2 separate regions of the Zea mays genome follow, and region 2 is linked to region 1. Evidence: chromatin contacts called from public Hi-C data. All regions are on one chromosome and are shown on one strand. The core of a region is the stretch at or near the end of the contact, and the rest is flanking DNA. Distances in the headings are between cores, read along the strand shown. Region 1 holds the start of LOC103626240. Region 2 has its middle 49 kb from the start of LOC103626241.

Region 1 (4,306 bases), core at 1,152-3,651:
GATTATTTAACTTAGAATTTGACATTCTATCACTTTCTAAAATTTAGATATAAGCCTATCTCGAATCCATAGGATGAGGAATGGAAATTGGTTTTATGTATCACTAGGCTATATTTATACTCTACAGTTTATAACACGCTCTTCGTCTCTATTCTCTATAGTAGAAATGTATTACATAAATATCTCCTACATATGGACAACAATAATGTATAAATATATTCTACATAAAATCATATTATATTAATTTATTTATGCCTAAATTACGATTACTAAATGGAATTCAATTCCAAGGATCCACATGGAGCCTTAGGGTTTGTTTGGATCCCTCTATTTTGAAGGAATTGGAATTTACTTAATAGAATAGGTTATTTGGTTTGGAATTTGACACTCTACCACTTTTCAAAGTCTAGATATAAGCATATCCCAAATTCATAGGATGAAGGGTGCAAATTGATTTTATGTATCACTAGTCTATATCTGTACTCTGCAATTTATAATATGCTCTTTGGCTCGCTCTCCTACATATGAGTAACATTAGTATACAAATATATTATATATAAAATCATATTAGCTTAATTGATCTATACCTAAATCACAATTATTAGAATGCAAATTAATACTAAGGATACAAACTAGGCTTTAGATATTTTAGATTCTACCCGATTGTTTATAAATTAACTTCACACAAATGCTATAAAATTTTTTATCCATCGAGGTCTCACCTATCCACGACATTCATATTATCCTTGAACTTTCACGGTGCAAATCATATAAGGGCATGTACAATCTCATTTAATATTAGGTCTCTTGAGAGGTTTAAGCCGTCACTTATATTTAAAAAACCGAACTGATGTCTCAGGTACATGCCCTAATGTCACCATCACACCCTTCATCGTAGACTGCCATAACCTGTGCTAGTTTGGGAGCCATGGAATTGAATGGGATTAAGGATGTTAAAATCTTCTTCTATTTAAAATTAAATAAAAAAGGTGGATTAAGGATATTAAAATCTTCTTTCCATTTAATTTAAATTAAATAAAAAAGTGATTTTAGCCCTTCAATTCTCTTCTCCCAAACTAACCCCTAGATACGAGCACACAGTTTACCCATGTCGACTGTCACTATTATCAGACTCACGTCCGGTCTGGGTTGCCAATGATGGAGGATTCTTTTAATCAGCTTAAGGCCTTGTTCGGTTACATGGGATTAAATCCCACCATGAATTTAATCCGGGTATGGATTGGATGAATCCATACCTCACACCCAATCCTATGGTGGGATTAAATCCATCAACTAATTCATGTGTCTCTTAAAGATAGTTATTCTTTTGATCCATGGATTCTAATGTAAACTTGTTCAATATCTTCATGGATTTGTTCCATACTTAATAAGCTATGGATAAAATCCATGCCTTATATAGTTTAAAAAATTCCTAAACCCTTGAGTTATATTCTATGGTGAGTTTAACCGAATAAAAAAATTTAAGTAGTCTTGATTATTTTGGAGCATAAATTGTGATATGGATTTAATTTCAATCCATGCTAATCTAGAGCTGGATTGGTGTAAACGAACAAAAGCCTAAATTGGTTTCTCACATGAAGAGCGTGTATGTTTGGCCCCACATGATGCACATTTAAATCATGCATACGCATCTGTCACATGTTAAAATACCGCTAAAGCACTTATCAATTGGATTAGATTCTCTTTCGCCTCATAAATACAACAGAGAAAAAAAATCCAATAGGTAAGTGCTTAAGGCCCAGTTTGTTTCTCTCATATATTATATAAGCAAGATTATAGTGTAAGAGTAAGAGGGTAAAATATCATTTTATAATCACAAATAAACTTAAATAAACTGCCTAATGTTAGCTTATTTTAACTTATTTACGGTCTTCAAGTAATATTTTATCCTCCTGCCATTCTACCGTAATCTAACATATATAATCCATGAGGGAAACAAACACACCTTAAATTTGACTTAGGCCTCGTTTGATTCCTTTAGTTCAGAGACTAAAGTATAGTTAGAAGACTAAAGTTTAGTCCCTACCTTGTTTGATTCTAAAGACTAAAACTATTTAATACATATTAAATTAATCATAAGAGGACTAAAATACCCCTTAGCATTCTCTCAACTTTAGTGCAATTGAAATAAATGAAGGGTAAAAAGTAGAATTTATATGGTTTAGTTTTTTTTAGTCACCTCTTGAGGGACTAGAGATTAAACTAGTTTAGTCCATGTTTTAGTTTCACAGTTTGGTAATTTAGAAACTAAATCAGACTAAAATGGGTGACTCATCTTTAGTCGTCAAACCAAACGAGCCTTTAGCTTAGTGCTCACAGTTACTGAATGTATGGATTGTCAAACCAAAGATTCTATACAAAACAGAACTACTACTATATACAGTATATTGAGCTAAAACGGTAAACCAGCAGTGATAGGCAAGAGGTGCATTCCTGGCGCCGACAAAGGTAAAGGGAAAGAGAGGCGGCAGCCGGAAGGAATCGAAGCATCAAGGACAGAGCAGGGCCGGGACCATGGAGAGCAGGAGAGGGACACCCAGACAACAAGATCCCCTCACCCCGCACGCCCGCACTCCACTCCCCCGACTCACACGCGCGCCCGCCATTGCTGCCCCGGCCCGGCCTGGCCCCTTCGCTTTCTAGCTAGCTCCCTTGTCCCCTCCATCGCTAGCTAGCCCGCCTATATCATCATTGCCCCGCGCGCACTCGCTGCTCTGCTCTTCTCGACTACACGTCAACAATGGAGAGGTGGGCGCCAGCGCCACCGTCGGCGGCGCGGGAGAGGCCGAGGCGGCGACCTGGCCAACCATCCTTCTCGTCCACGCTGCTGGACGCCATCTGCGATTCCTTGGACGAGCAGGCCGGCGGCCACGGAGCAACGGCGGAGCGTGCCACGGCACCGACGCCTCGGAGCGCCAAGGAGCAACACCAGGCGGCCCTACATTACTACTACTACAAGCCCTTCTTGGCCGCCAGCCACCGGGCGGCGCGCGCGGCCCCTTCGCCTGCGGACGACTGCTCCTCCGGCCGTGGCTACTTCTCGTCGTCCGAGGTCGAGTACTCCCTCCGCCGCCTCCGCCCCATCCGAACCTCAGCTGGCGGCGTTGGGCCGGCCTCGGTGGCTCCCGTGGAGAAGCAGAAGCCGGCCCCGCCAGGCACGGCGAAGAGGGCGCGGAAGCCGTCCGCCGCCCCCGCCAGCGGCGGCTGCCGCAGGCCGGCCTCCCCCGGCGCGCGGCTCGCCAGCCTTCTCAACGCCATATTCTCCGGCAAGCGGAATTCTGCGCGGCAGCACCCGGCTCCGGCGGACGAGGAGCCGGCGTGCTCGACGGCGCCATCCACCGCGCGCCCCTGCCTCGCCAAGACACCGCCGTCCGCGAGGGCCCGGGCCAGGGCGACCCGGAACCGTAGCAGGACCGTGCGGTTCTTGGACATCGAAGGCGAGGTGGCTGTGGCTGCGGCCGCCGCTGGTTGCAGGCGATTCCCGGTGGTGGAAGTGGAGGACAGCGACGGCGGCGAGGAGAGCAGCGACGCGAGCTCCGACTTGTTTGAGCTAGAGAACCTCGCAGCCCTTGCTCCCGCGAACGGCGGGCCCGGTTGCCGTAGGACGTGCGAGAACGAGCTTCCGGTGTACGGGACGACTGGAGCTGGTCTTGGGAACGACAGTAGACTTGTCCGTCGTCGACGCCCGTTTGGGTACGTCAGCCATGGTCGGAGTTGCAGAGGGTTGTTTGATTTCAAATAGGCAGAGGGGGTGAACTGTAAAGTGGTGTTCCTTTTTTTTGTTGGCATGTTGTTCTCTTTTCAGGACTTTGGTCGTTATGTATTCGCTGCTATAAATTGTGATAATATAAGACTTATCTAATGGTTCTGTTTCTGTTACTTACTTCGAAGTTTTAGTTAAGTTCAATTTGTATCCAATGAGCTGTCACATAAGCAGTAGTTCTCTAAAATACTCTCTAAATAAATAATTTAGATAGTTAACCTAAAAACTCATCTCCAACGGCTCTCTAAATAAACTTCCTAAATTTAGTCACTTCTCATCTAACCTTATTTCCTACCTACATTTAGCAACCACTTACCAACTCCCAAACCATAAAATCTGGCACACTTCTTTTATTTGGACGTCTTTTCCACATTCTGAGCCCATGTGCCGGCTGTCGGTGATGCACAATTGCAGCACCTAGTAAGCTAGAGATTAAACAATTAATAATATAACAGCTGCACATGCACAGGTCGAGAATAAACAATTGTGGCAACAAATCAAAAGGACAACACAACTCACCAT
Region 2 (4,150 bases), core at 580-3,079, 88 kb before region 1:
GACAGGCAGTTCTTTGGGCCTGAACTTATACAAGAGGCAGAAGAACAAGTGCGAATGATAAGAGAGAATTTGAGAACTGCACAATCAAGGCAGAAGAGCTATGCTGATACTCGGAGAAGACTACTAGAGTTTAAGGAGGGTGATCACGTGTATTTTAAGGTGTCACCAATCCGGGGTATGAGAAGATTTAAAGTTAAAGGAAAGTTATCCCCTCGCTTCATTGGACCTTTCGTGATCTTAAAGCGAGTGGGAGAAGTTGCATATCAACTGAGTTAACCGATCATCTTGCGGATGTACATAATGTCTTCCATGTATCTCAACTAAAGAAATGTCTCAGGGTACCTGAAGAGCAGCTACCAATGGAGGACCTTAGTGTTCAAGATGATCTGACTTATGCTGAGTATCCTATCAAGATTCTTGATACCTTGACTTGAGTTACAAGAAATAAGGTTATAAAGATGTGCAAAGTCCAATGGAGTCATCATGGAGAAGATGAAGCTACTTGGGAGAGAGAAGAAGAGATTCGCATAGATTTTCCCCATCTTCTCTCTAGTCCTTCCTAAATCTCGAGGACGAGATTCTTGTTAAGGGGAGTAGGATTTGTAATACCCAAATTGTAAGATTACTAAAGGAGAAATTATTTCCTTATTGTATGTGCACTCTTTATTTACCATCACATGTGAACACCTCACTTAAAAGAAAAATTGATTAATAAAAGACATACCACTAAATTATGCATCATGCTGAGTTTTCACTTTGTGTGCATTTTGTGACAATATAAAATAATGTAAAAAAAATATTAGTACTCGAATTGGAAGTAAGACTTAAATTGGAATTTTGGAATTAGAGGAGAAGAGCACTAGTTACCACAAAATAAAAAAATCAAAATAAATAAATAAAATTTCCTCATACCATGTTTAGGATGTACATTTTATGAGGAAATAAATGAACCACTAAGTTTTAATTTGAATGGAATTTGAATTTATGAATTTGAAAGTTTAAAAGGGAAAGAAAAGAAAAAGGAAAACAAAACTATTGCGAAACGGGCCGGCTGCCACCCATTTGGCCCATCCACTTCCCTGCCTCTGCTGGCCCAAACCCACTTTCCCTCCCTCACGCTGCTACGCTGACCAGCGGGGCCTGCACCACGGCTATTTCTCGCGCCCACGCCGTGTCGCGGCTAAATGGGGCCCACTCGCCAGCATATTTTTCTCCCACGCTTGCGCGGAGTCCGCGTTTCTGGAGCATGGGGCCAACTTGTCAGTCTCCGCCACACCATGGCCAGACGGCTTGAGCTCAACCACCTGCACGATAACTCCTGGCGCCACACGCTCCAATAACCCAACCAGCCGGCCCTATATGATCGCGGGGCAAGGCCGCCATCCCTTTACCTGGTGACCCCGAGTGACTCCAGCGCCGTCATGAGTTCTTCATCGCCGTGCAGTGAGGGTCGAGCAATCGAAGGGAGGGGTCCTTGCGTGGTCTTCCAGTTTTGTGGCCGTACCGATCGAGCGCGGTATCCCTGGGCCACCTGGTGTCATCGCCGGTGTCCATACCCTCGGCCGGGTCGCTGGTCAACAGGGGCGGGCCGCTCCTCCTGTCGCGCCAGATCTCGGTGAGCAATGCTTCCTCTCCGTGTGCTTTGCCAATTCGTAGGGGCGGAATGGGATGCGTGCGCAGGGTCTAGGCCTCACCGGCAGAGTTGCGCGGTGGGTGGCGCTTGGTGTGGGGTGCGTTCGCCGCGCAGCGCGCGGACGATGTCATGGCGGGCTGACCGGAGGTTGAAGAAGAACGGTGGACCGTTCATCTCATGTCTAACGGTCACGATTGGATGAATGGTCGAGAGAGTGCGAACCGTAGATCTTAGATGGATGGCCTAGATCGAATCTTGGCGTACCCCTTCGAGTCATTAAACCAGAATCGTGAATTCCAGATCTGACGACTAGGGCTGAGCGCAGATGAATAACTAGCGTGAAGTCTAATCTGGAGCGCAGATATTGGATCCAACGACCCGTGTTCAACCGTACCTCTTCGCGATTGCGCATTATCATATGAACCCTTACAATTTACAGTTATCAACTCACCGTCCGTAAAAGGGGTCGCCTGAGTCTTAGTAACATTTGCGCCAGAGCCCTTGTACTCTTTAGAAATTGGTGCCCAATCCAGAGAGTATTGAAAATATGAAATTAATAATAGAAATGGATTTTCAATGTATAAATAAATGCTAGAACTTGTTTAATTTGTAGAAAATTAATGCTTAGTACAAATTAATTCTCAGTTTCTAAAATTTTGTAATATTATTGTTTATCACCTAGTGTCTCTGTTCTGACATGAAAACAGTAATAAGATTTATTTCTTAGTTAATCTTATGTCAAATACATAAAACCTTTGGAAATTCATAACTTAAAATCTGGAACTCCAAAATTAATGATTCTTGTTCCTAAAATCTTATTTTAATGTGTAGATTATTATTATGTATTTTGTTTAAATGTTTGGTGTGATGTTAATTTCCGCTATATACTATGTATGTTTGTATTGATGTGAGTAGACGAGCAAGCCATAGAGGATCCAGGGCTTCAGCTGGTAGAGACTGCTGAGCAGGAGCTCGTTGAAGGCAAGTTGTGCCCTTGATCACTTTCTTTTTACCCCAGTCATGTTCTGTTTAATCATAATGATGTGCATAGGTTAATTTTGATGGGACCAAATTGGTTACCCTAGTTTGACTATCTTTATACCTTGTTTACCACTGAATTTTTGGGTAGTACCTGCTATTGTTTTATGTGGTTTTGGGTATAGAGATACACACTATTCATGATTATACTTTTATTATCATTTGTTATTTATGGTTCATGATAAGATCATTATGTTAATTGGAACATGGAGAACCACCCGGGAAAACAGTGCTACCACAAGCGTGGTATGGGACGCCCTTGGCTGACTAATTAGGAAAGCTAGTGGAGGACTACCTTACCCGAAAGGGGCAAGGGCAGTAAGGGAGTGGTCAGTGTAGGAAGGTCCTTAGGTTGATTTTGCTGCGATGGCGGTCAGGTGAGGGATCCCTGCATTGGAGCTTCCTAGAAACTGTAGCGGGTTTTCTGAAGCTAGTGGAACTTTGTAAAGGCCTCGTAGTGTTACCCTGCCTCGCCTCCTCGGTAGAGGTGTATGGGATTGGTCGTCTCTTGGCAGATGGGTAACATGACTTGTGGGTAAAGATGCGCAACCTCTGCAGATTGTAAAACTGGTATACTAGCCATGCTCGCGGTCATGAGCAGCTCGGACACACATGCTTAATTTATGGAATTAAATTCAAGTTGTCATTCGCATGCATTGGGATTATTTTATTGTTACTTTTACTTATTATTACTATGGTTTGGTATTCACTTACACTTAGTAACTGCTAATAAAATTTTGACCAACTTATAAAAGCAATGCTCAGCTTCAGCCTTTATTATATTGATTTGTCTTACACTTCACATGAACTCCCACCTTTGGTGAGTTCATGCACATTATTCCCCACAACTTGTTGAGCGATAAACATGTGTGAGCTCACCCTTGCTGTCTCACACCCCCCACAGGAGAAGAACAGGTGGTCGAAGAGGAGTCGCCTAACACTGAGGCTTTCGACTTGATCTAGGTGGCGTCTCCTAGTCAGCTTTGTAGCGCCAGGGAATAATATTTAGTTCGCTTTATTTTATCATTTATTTTGTAAGACTTCCGCTATGTAATAAGTACTCTGATGATATTGTGACATTTATCTCTATACACTCTGTTATTATATGTGTTGTCTTCTCTGGCGCATATATGAGACGCACCCGGCTTTGTCCCTTAAATTCGGGTGTGACATTAAGTGTAGTCTAGGTTCTAGGTGGATGTTCAACTTAACAGTCTCCATCAAAACACATGTATATCAAGCATTTTAGATGATGAGAGCATTTTATTGTGACTTAGCATTTGGTGGGGATTGTTGGATTAATGTGGGTGTGGCCCAAATTAATATTCAATAATAGTCAATGCTAAAGGCCCACTTTAATGCTATGGTGTACTAATATTTTAGTACCATACCAGAAGTTCAGGGGACAAATCAATCAACTTAAATAGGTGGACCATTGGTGCATCTATTGAGAAGTTGAGAAAAGGATGAAGGACTGTC

Evidence for each region. A called contact is a pair of places that touch in the nucleus more often than the background predicts.
Region 2: a Hi-C map of ear shows a contact between it and region 1, with 1.9 times the contacts expected there. The contact joins the enhancer-like site here to the promoter of LOC103626240 in region 1. A contact is called at or near these places in 4 of 25 Hi-C or Micro-C datasets (bundle sheath, ear, leaf and 1 more).

The regions. Positions count from the first base shown.
Region 1 is chr5:37,218,124-37,222,429 of Zm-B73-REFERENCE-NAM-5.0, reverse strand. LOC103626240 reads left to right here and starts at 2,401. Exons shown (of 1, transcript XM_008646641.3): 1 at 2,401-3,895. The coding sequence starts at 2,762. The coding sequence ends at 3,763.
Region 2 is chr5:37,306,095-37,310,244 of Zm-B73-REFERENCE-NAM-5.0, reverse strand. No RefSeq gene overlaps it. Among protein-coding and RNA genes, the nearest start is that of LOC103626241, 49 kb to the left of the region's middle. Within about 2 kb of position 1,829, at least 17 of the 20 cell types and tissues checked have an H3K27ac peak or open chromatin away from gene starts, as enhancers often do. A contact at or near this core is called in bundle sheath, ear, leaf and 1 more, where this site is marked.